Linked DNA regions of Gossypium hirsutum: region 1 is linked to region 2. Evidence: chromatin contacts called from public Hi-C data. All regions are on one chromosome and are shown on one strand. The core of a region is the stretch at or near the end of the contact, and the rest is flanking DNA. Distances in the headings are between cores, read along the strand shown. Region 1 overlaps LOC107962336. Region 2 holds the start of LOC107962338 (probable sarcosine oxidase).

Region 1 (4,239 bases), core at 971-3,470, 320 kb after region 2:
ATAATCTATTTAAAAAATTTCTACTCAGGGTACTCTAGTCATTTCAACTTTTTTTCTTATGCTATTACAGCTCTATTCGATTCAAACGTATACAAGAATGCTATTACAGTTTTATTCCATTCCATTTAATCAAACAATTGAATTACTGATTACAGCTTTATTCCATAACAGCTTTATTTCATTATGGTAAACCAAACATGATGTAATAGTATTTTATTTTTTATGTTAACATTAAATTTACATTATTTTTTATTTCTTTTAAAAACATTGATAAACACTATTAATTTGTGTATGGCGAGTATGCAAATATACATATACAAAAAAACAAAATAGGAAAATTGACTTTGTTGGCATTGTTTTTTTGATGACATTTGGCAAATCAATTAATCCTCACATCAATTGGTAAATTCTTGCATTGATTTTAGTGTAATTACAATCCAACTTTATTACCGGTCTATCTCCTCATTCATCTCATTTTCTAGATGGTTAATTACAGGAAAAAAATAGTTTGATTGTGTATTGATTTAATTTTGAATATATATTATGGAAATTGTTTTTTTGAAAAATTCTCCTATCCTCATTCATCTCATACAATATTTTTTTTTTCAATTCATTTGATTTTTTACTAAACATATGCATTGAATTTTTTCAAATCAGAACTTTATATTTTCTTTAATTTTAGCTTTCCTAAAATTTGCACTATATAAAAAATTATATTAAAATTTATCTTAATTTCATAATTATTCTTTTACTTATATAATTATATAAAATAGTTGATTATTAAAATTACAAACTAAAAAATAGAATTTCATAAAAATAAAAAAATTAAATAAAATATAAATATAACATTTATTTTTTATCCAACCTATCGGGCTAGAAATAAGGAAAAACAGGTAACCTTACTTTTTTTATTTTCTTTATTTTATATATGATAGCATACATACACATCATATCATAACATATCATATATATCATATATATATAATAAAATAGAATTTTGAAATAACTTTATTGTATGGTTCAAATTTAAAACAATCATATTACATTTTTCTTTGTCTTTTGACACGCTTTCTCTATGTCTTTTGACATGCCTTTTGCTATTGCTAGCACTATTCTTCTTTTCTGTTCTATTTGTCGATTTTCTCTTTGTTTTGTTTTTTGGATTTGGTGTTTATGAAAGACTCAATAGCATATCTTTCTCTTGAAGATGAGAAAGAACAGACCATTCACTTGGGGGTTGATGTGTCTGAACGTGAAACATCATATGCAAACTGTTATCTAGGAACATTTCTTACATCTAGTGTTGTTAATTTTCAAGCGATGAAATTGACGTTGGCTAATGTTTGGTGTCCTATAGGACGTGTTTCCATCTCGGATCTAGGGCACGAGCGATTTCTATTCCATTTTTATTTCGAAGTTGATGTGGTCAGAGTCAAAAGAAATGGTCCTTGGAGCTTTAACTCTCATATTCTAGTATTACATCCACTTAAGGAGGGGGACAACCCTCTTTCTATTCCGTTATTTTGGGTGGAATTTTGGACGTAAATTTATGAACTACCGCTTGGATCCATGTTTGAAACTTTAGCTCGCCAGTTGGGCAGTTTTATCGGCAATTTTGTTGAGTATGATGTAGCAATAATTCAATTGGGTTATAAAAGAATAATGCGGGTAAGGGTGAGACTTGATGTTAGAAAACCATTAAGAATAAGGAAAAAAAAAACTCACTATCCCGAATAGTGAGTCAATTTTTGTGCGATTTGAATATGAAAAGCTCATTTTATTTTGCTTTCCCTGTCGTAAGTTAGGGCATGGTGAAAGTTTTTGTCCAATTAGAGCCCATAGTCCGCGATAGAAATATATGTTTCGATGGGCTATCTCTCTACAGGCCTAGTTAAGGAGAAATTCGGCTTGGAAGAGCAAATGGTTGGTGGAGGACAAAAGGGGTGATGGCTCCAAATCCGGTAACTCCATAAAATTTGCAGAAATGATATATTATGGGATTCCTTAATTGGGGCAAGTTAATCAGAGGGCTTATTCAGGATTTATTTCCAATTATTCTCTTCTTATAAATAAGGTGGTCAATGCACCTTTAGTTTTAGGCCAATTAAAAGTAGTCAATTTAGGTCAAGCGTCTAAAGACTGTGGCAACGATTATGACGTAGATATGGTTCACTACGAAGAGGAACATAGCCCAATAAAACACAGTGATGGGCTAAAGCGACCCTGGGTTTGGTCAACTCCTTCAAGAGTTTCTTTTCATGAAGATTCGAATGAAGCACTAGGTACTCTGCTACAGGTACCTAACACTAATAGATTGGAAGGCCTGCTCCGAACACAATGAAGCTGCTTAGTTGGAACATTTTAGGCTTGGAGAGGTTTCAGATAGTTCGTCGTCTCCAGCATTTGCTGACAAATATCAATCCCTTTGTAGTTTTCTTAATAGAGACAAAACTACAAGGTTCTACGATGGTGGAGGTAAGATGTAAATGTGGATTCCTGAATGGGATTAACGTTGACTCGAATGGTAGAAGTGGGGGTTTATCATTGGGTTGGCGTAATGATTGCAAGGTATCACGATCTTTTTCGATGAGGCAGATTAATATGATGGTTGATGAAGATATATATGGTAAAACTTGGAGATGTACGAGGTTTTATAGAGCACCAGAGGAGAGTCAGAGGAAGGCATCATGGAATTTAATGCACTCTGTGGATGATTGTTCCCATATCCCTTGGTTGGTTATTGAGGATTTCAGTGAAATAGTTTATTTGTCAGAAAAGAAAGGAGGGTTACCTCAAAGGTAGATACAAATGAGTAGATTTCAAGAAACTTTTTTCTGATTGCTCTCTTATAGACTTGGGGGATATTGGTCAATGCTTTACATGGGAGAGAGGACGGGCTTACGCAAATAACATTCGGGAATGGCTAGATTGTTAGGTTATTAATAAAGCTTAGGGTGATTTATTTTAGAACTACAAATTGAATCTTCTTCCTCATGCTTTTTCTTATCAGAGTCCCTTATTATTATAGTCTGATTGAGGAAATAATCGTGGGAAATACTGACATTTTAAATTCGAAGCTTCTTGGTTATTAAAGGATACGTATGAGCCGAAGGTGCTAAAATTATGGAATGAGAATTTGGGTGATGTTCCTAATAGACTAAAAGCGATTGGTGTGCGTCTTGATTTGTGGTTTTGTCGTATTAAAAATGGGAGAGTTTTATAATAATAATAAAAAGATCTTAAGATGCAATTCACTCGGTTGACTGAATCTTATCGTCCAATAAGGTATTGAGTGAAATTATTAATACCAAATTACCTCTTAATTTAGAAACGGACCGAAAGGAACTTTATTGCAAGCAATGGAAACACAAAAATATAGACTTTTTCATGTCATTTTAAACTCAAATTCATGCAGTTTCATAGTAATTCTTGTTGAAAAATATAATATAATTATAAAATAATTAAATTGTACTCAAATTATTAACATATTAATTTTGAATTAATTTTATAATAAATTTTCATAAATTTTCATTTATTTTCAACAAATTTGCATAAAGAGTGAAAATTGACTCGACAAAAACTGCTAGAAGCTCAAAATCGAGAAGCGTTTTTTGACGCATTGAAGCGAATTGATTTTTCAGCCTAAAATGGTCCAAATTATGAATATTAATACATAATATAATTAACTTTTCTTTTTATCCAATTTATTTTGGGTTAAATAATTATTATTAATTATATTTGGAAAGGAGTCCCAGTTGTGCTAATACAAAAGATTGATCCAACCGAGCAATCGGTCTGCCCAATACCGTCCAACATGCTGACCCAATCAGCTAAAAATAGCTAATTTATTAACTTGTGAATTAGCCCTTTATGTTTCCTTGAAATCGCATTCAAACCCTTCCACTTTCTGTGCTTTTAAAGATTTGCCCCAAGCTAAATTTAGCAAAGTTTGAAACATTCAAACTTTGCTACATGTGTGGCTAGCCAAGGGGGGTATATGGCGGCTAATTTTTTTCTATTTTTAACAACCAATCCCACCTATAAATACCCCATTCACCTATTTATTAAACACACCTCTCATTCCACACATCTCTCTCTCTTTCACTCACTTTCTCTCATTTGTTTCCCATTTCTCTTCTAATTTCCTTTGCCAATTTCCCTATTTGAAGATAACCCTTCAACCACCTTGGATAGTAACATTCAAGTGCTTGTAGAAGCCTCAATTCAACAGAATGAGCG
Region 2 (4,815 bases), core at 1,421-3,920:
AAATAATAGTTTTAATATTAAATTTAATTTAATACTTATTTTAATAGTATTTTATTAATTTAATATTAAACTAATTATCATAATATTAAATTAAATTTAATATTTATCTTGTAGATAAGTATTCTATTAATTCAATATATTTAATATTAAAATAAATCTAATATTTATCTTGATAAGTATTATATTAATCTAATATTAAAGTGATTAAATTTAATTATACTTCAACTCTCTAAACTCTCTCTATATAAAGAGACTCATGGGCCATTTTACAAATTAACCGTAAAGCTTAGAGAAATTACAAAATTACCCTACTGGTAATTTTGTGGAAAATTTTTTGATTCAAAGCAAACCCACACTTGGCAAACATGAGCTTGAGGATAACAGAGAAGACTACTCGATCGAAGCGTTCATCATAGATGAATCAAAATGGTACAATTTTTATTAAGAGTTTATTACTTTAGATATCACAACCACGTTCTTATTTTTGGAAAAAAAATTAAAACTTTGGTTTTTCCCTTAAACTTATTTTCCGCCACGTTTTCCAAACTCATTTTTCCAATAATAAATTGTCAGGTTAACTGCTTTAGCCTAAAACTCATTTTCTAAACTTGCATTTGAAAACATACATCAGGATTTCTCAAATAAAGTTCTATTCATCCTTTTAGCAACACCATTCTGCTGCAAGGTAACAATTGTGATATGTCTTTCTATTCCTTTTCATTTGCAGTAATCATTAAATTCACCTGAACAAAATTCGAGACCATTATCCGTTCTTTACCGTTTTACGAACCTCCCAATCTACTTTTCTAGAATTGAATTCCACATTTAAAGATCTCGAAGACTTCATTCTTATGCTTCAAGTGGTCGTCAATAAAAGTAAGAAGATATTTGCTACCTCATTAGAGACGACTAGAGTCGAACCCCATAAGTCAGAATGAATGTAGTCAAGGGTCCTTTTTTTCCTATGCACTGCCAAATCAAAGTTGACTTGAGTATGCTTTCCATAAATGCAATGCTTACAGAAATCTAACTTTCCAACTCTAGTGCCTGGTGGAAGATCTCTTTTATTTAAAACCGTGACACCCCACCCGGTGAAGCTTTAATGTTTGAATATTGCAAGAATTTCAGAATAGGTCCTGAGAAGGCTAAATGTTAGATTCGACTAAGAGTTAAAGTTTGCGAGTACTCCCTTGGGCGAAGTCTCTAAAGAGAATAGGTTGACGTGGTTCTATTCGCCCAAACAATGCTTTTGGCAGAAAAAGGTAAAGTAAATAGTTAGCTTAGGAGTAATAAGGGATCTCTAAGAAAAGAACTTAGTGAGTTGTCAAGGAATTTTAAGTATTAGAGATACAGTCGAAATGCATTGCATGCTAAGTTTGTCTAGTATGATCGTGGTTACGTCTTAACAAGTAGTTAGGAACAAACCATGAAATGAAATCATGGATGTTTATATAAATATATAAATGGATTTTCATACATGTTTCCTTACAGCCGTGAACCACCCATACGAAAACTTGATTAGGATTGTAACACGTGTCCAGTTATCATACAAAAAAGGGTTGTATAAAGGATTGTTAGTGGGTCAAATGTTTAGTCATTGATGAGTCAGCCATGCCACATTCAATTTGTCGTTATGATAGATTGATGCTACAATGCCAGTCTGTATATTGCAGAACCTACTGAATAAACAAAATCATTTCAATTGTGATTGCATTAGGTAAACCAAGACCCTCCATTTTTGGAACCTGCTTAAAACAAACACCATGTTATTAATTTCTCAGCATACATGCATAAATACACTGAGCTTATAATCAAATAATAATACTATAGTGGGCCATCATAGAAAGCAAAAGATCAATTAACCATAAAAAGAAAAAAAGAAAAAAAAGAAAGGGATAAATGGATGGTGACAAAAATGAAGGGTGTTGCACAAATAAAGCTACCTAATATGACAAAGGGATTGGCTTTCCACAAGATTCTCATTATCAACTCTTTTTTTAAATGATAAAGTCCCTTTTTTTTTTCAATAAAGTCCTATTTCATCATTAAGAAGACTTCATTTCAACCTTAATTGTGGTGGCCATCAATGTGCAGCAAAAGAATAATGTTTTTCCTTGCACTTGATTTTGATGCCATTGCATTAATTATGCTCATTGTTGTTGTATTTCTGTTATATTTAGTGCATTGACTTAACTCAAAATTGAATTATGTGATTTGTTTTTTCTTTTTTAAATGATTACGTGGTTAAATAAGCAAATACGGTGTTGTAAGATTATTCAGACTTTTTTTCATTACTTTCGTCATATTAATTTTAAAATGTCACATAATTTTCTATGTCATAATTAATTTTAAACAAAAACAATTTTACAAATTTGAGAAAATATAAAGAAAATTTAATTTCAAAACATTGGGTTTTGTTAAGAAAACACGAGATCTTTTTTTATTAATAACAATAATCATGGGTAAAAAATAATCATAAAATTCAAAAGTTTGAATCTTTTTTATTGTGCAAATCAAACTTAATTCAAGTTTAACTCGAACAAAAATGCTTACAACAACTTTAATATAAATATTTTAAGGATTCTATTAATTAAACTATAATTATTAAATGAACGGAATTGAGGAATTTTATAGAATTAAAAAGAAAGGACTGAATCTAAAATGTGAAAAAATACATGAACTGGAAGCATAATTAGAACATGAAACGTTCCAAATATATTGCTTACCAACTTTCGTATGTATTACGGAATTTAGATTAATCTTTAGTCAAATCAGGAAGAAACAAACAACATATGGCAATAATGAAATTACCTCCCAAATGTGGGCCTTTTTTTACATTAAAATATCATTTTAGATGCCTACTGCTATTGGCTAGTACTACTATATATGCCACACACTGCGAAATAATAACTAAGCCAAGTTGAAAGGAATAGCTAAACCCCCTTTCTGTCACTGTAACAGTGCGACGAATATGGGATATTCGGACTTTGAATTTGACGTAATCGTCGTAGGGGCGGGCGTCATGGGGAGCTCCACGGCGTACCAACTAGCCAAAAGAGGCCAAAAAACGCTACTCCTCGAGCAGTTTGACTTTCTCCACCATCGAGGTTCGTCTCACGGCGAGTCACGCACCATACGAGCAACGTACCCTGAAGACTACTACTTCGGCTTGGTCGATGAGTCCTATCGGTTGTGGGAGCAGGCTCAATCTGAAATCGGGTTCAAGGTTTACTTCAAGGCCCAACAGTTCGACATGGGTCCATCCGACACCAAGAGTCTCCTTTCTGTGATCGCTACTTGTCGAAAGAACGCCATCCGGTACCAAGTCCTCGATCACCGGGAAGTCGCTGAAAGATTTTCGGGACGGATCAATATACCGGAGGACTGGATTGGTGTGTCGTGCGAGCTTGGCGGCATCATCAAGCCCACCAAGGCAGTGTCAATGTTCCAAATGCTGGCTTTCAAGAATGGTGCATGCCTTAAGGACAACATCAAAGTGGTTAGCATAAACAAAGATGGTGACCGAGGACTGAAGGTAGCTGCAAGTAACGGTGAAATTTTTTGGGGCAAAAAATGTGTGGTGACAGTGGGTGGTTGGATGAGAAATTTGGTTAAAACGGTGTGCGGCATTGAACTTCCTATCCAACCATTGGAAACCAATGTATGTTATTGGCGGATTAAGGACGGACACGAGGTCGAGTATACAATTGGAAATGATTTTCCGACGTTCGCTAGCTACGGACATCCATACATTTATGGAACACCGTCACTGGAGTACCCGGGATTGATTAAAGTAGCAGTACATGGAGGCTATCAATGTAACCCAGACAAAAGGCCATGGGGACCAGGACTTGTGCCCGACTCATTAAAGCAATGGGTTGAGCAAAGATTCAAAGGGAAAGTCGATTCGAGCAAACCAGTCATAACTCAATTGTGTGTGTACTCGATGACACCTGATGAGGATTTCGTGATCGATTTTTTGGGAGGGGAGTTCGGGAAGGATGTGGTGATCGGAGGTGGGTTTTCAGGTCATGGGTTCAAGATGTCACCCGCGATAGGGAGGATATTGGCTGATTTAGCGCTTATAGGAAAGGCAAAGGGAGTTGAGCTAAAACAGTTCAGGATAGCAAGATTTGAGGAGAATCCTAGAGGGAACATTAAGGAATATGAAGATCAAGTTGGGTTATTAAAAAGTACATTGTGATTACTTGATTCTGTATGTGTTTTTCTTTCAGTTGCCATCAGCATCACCCTACTAATCTTTGCTTCTTTTTCTTTAGCTCTAGAATGAATAATCATCAAGAAAAATAAATAAAACTTCTATCATGTTGATAGAAAAATTTGCTCTTGAAAAGTGATTTAAGTATAGACACTAATTATTTAGATTAGAAGAATTTTTATTGCATTAATTTAAATTTAAAAGTTTTGGGCTTTAACCCATTGGTATGTATATATAAAAAGCCCTTTGACTTTCACAAATTATGCATTTCGGTCCCTCACATAGTCACCATCTCATCAACCGATTACTGCCACCACCATACCCTCTGTCGACAAATCCCATCAACCACCCTGCTGCACACACCAGCTTCACCAAAGTCCCACGCCAGTGCTCCGTTATAAGCACCCTGCAACAAGAAGAAGTGGACGTTAGCAAAATTTTCAGAAAAAAAGAAGACAGCAGTAGCACAGCAAGATTCTTGGTTTGTCTGAGCTAACCCAGAAGCCAAAACCTCCGTTACCAACACCAATCAAGCACCCCACTGCCTTCACCATTCAACACCTTGCCTCGTCTATACACTAGCTCCCCTCCCTCAA

Evidence for each region. A called contact is a pair of places that touch in the nucleus more often than the background predicts.
Region 1: a contact with region 2 is called in a Hi-C map of leaf, with 1.7 times the contacts expected there. The contact joins the enhancer-like site here to the promoter of LOC107962338 in region 2. A contact is called at or near these places in 8 of 34 Hi-C or Micro-C datasets (callus, hypocotyl and leaf).

The regions. Positions count from the first base shown.
Region 1 is chrA06:46,067,416-46,071,654 of Gossypium_hirsutum_v2.1, forward strand. The region is part of intron 7 of LOC107962336; the gene reads right to left. Among protein-coding and RNA genes, the nearest start is that of LOC107962336, 17 kb to the right of the region's middle. Within about 2 kb of position 2,221, at least 5 of the 9 cell types and tissues checked have an H3K27ac peak or open chromatin away from gene starts, as enhancers often do. A contact at or near this core is called in hypocotyl and leaf, where this site is marked.
Region 2 is chrA06:45,748,450-45,753,264 of Gossypium_hirsutum_v2.1, forward strand. It overlaps LOC107962338 (probable sarcosine oxidase), which reads left to right and starts at 2,671. Exons shown (of 1, transcript XM_016898681.2): 1 at 2,671-4,354. The coding sequence starts at 2,972. The coding sequence ends at 4,204. It overlaps LOC107962339 (a long non-coding RNA gene), which reads right to left. Exons shown (of 2, transcript XR_005928685.1): 2 at 4,356-4,815.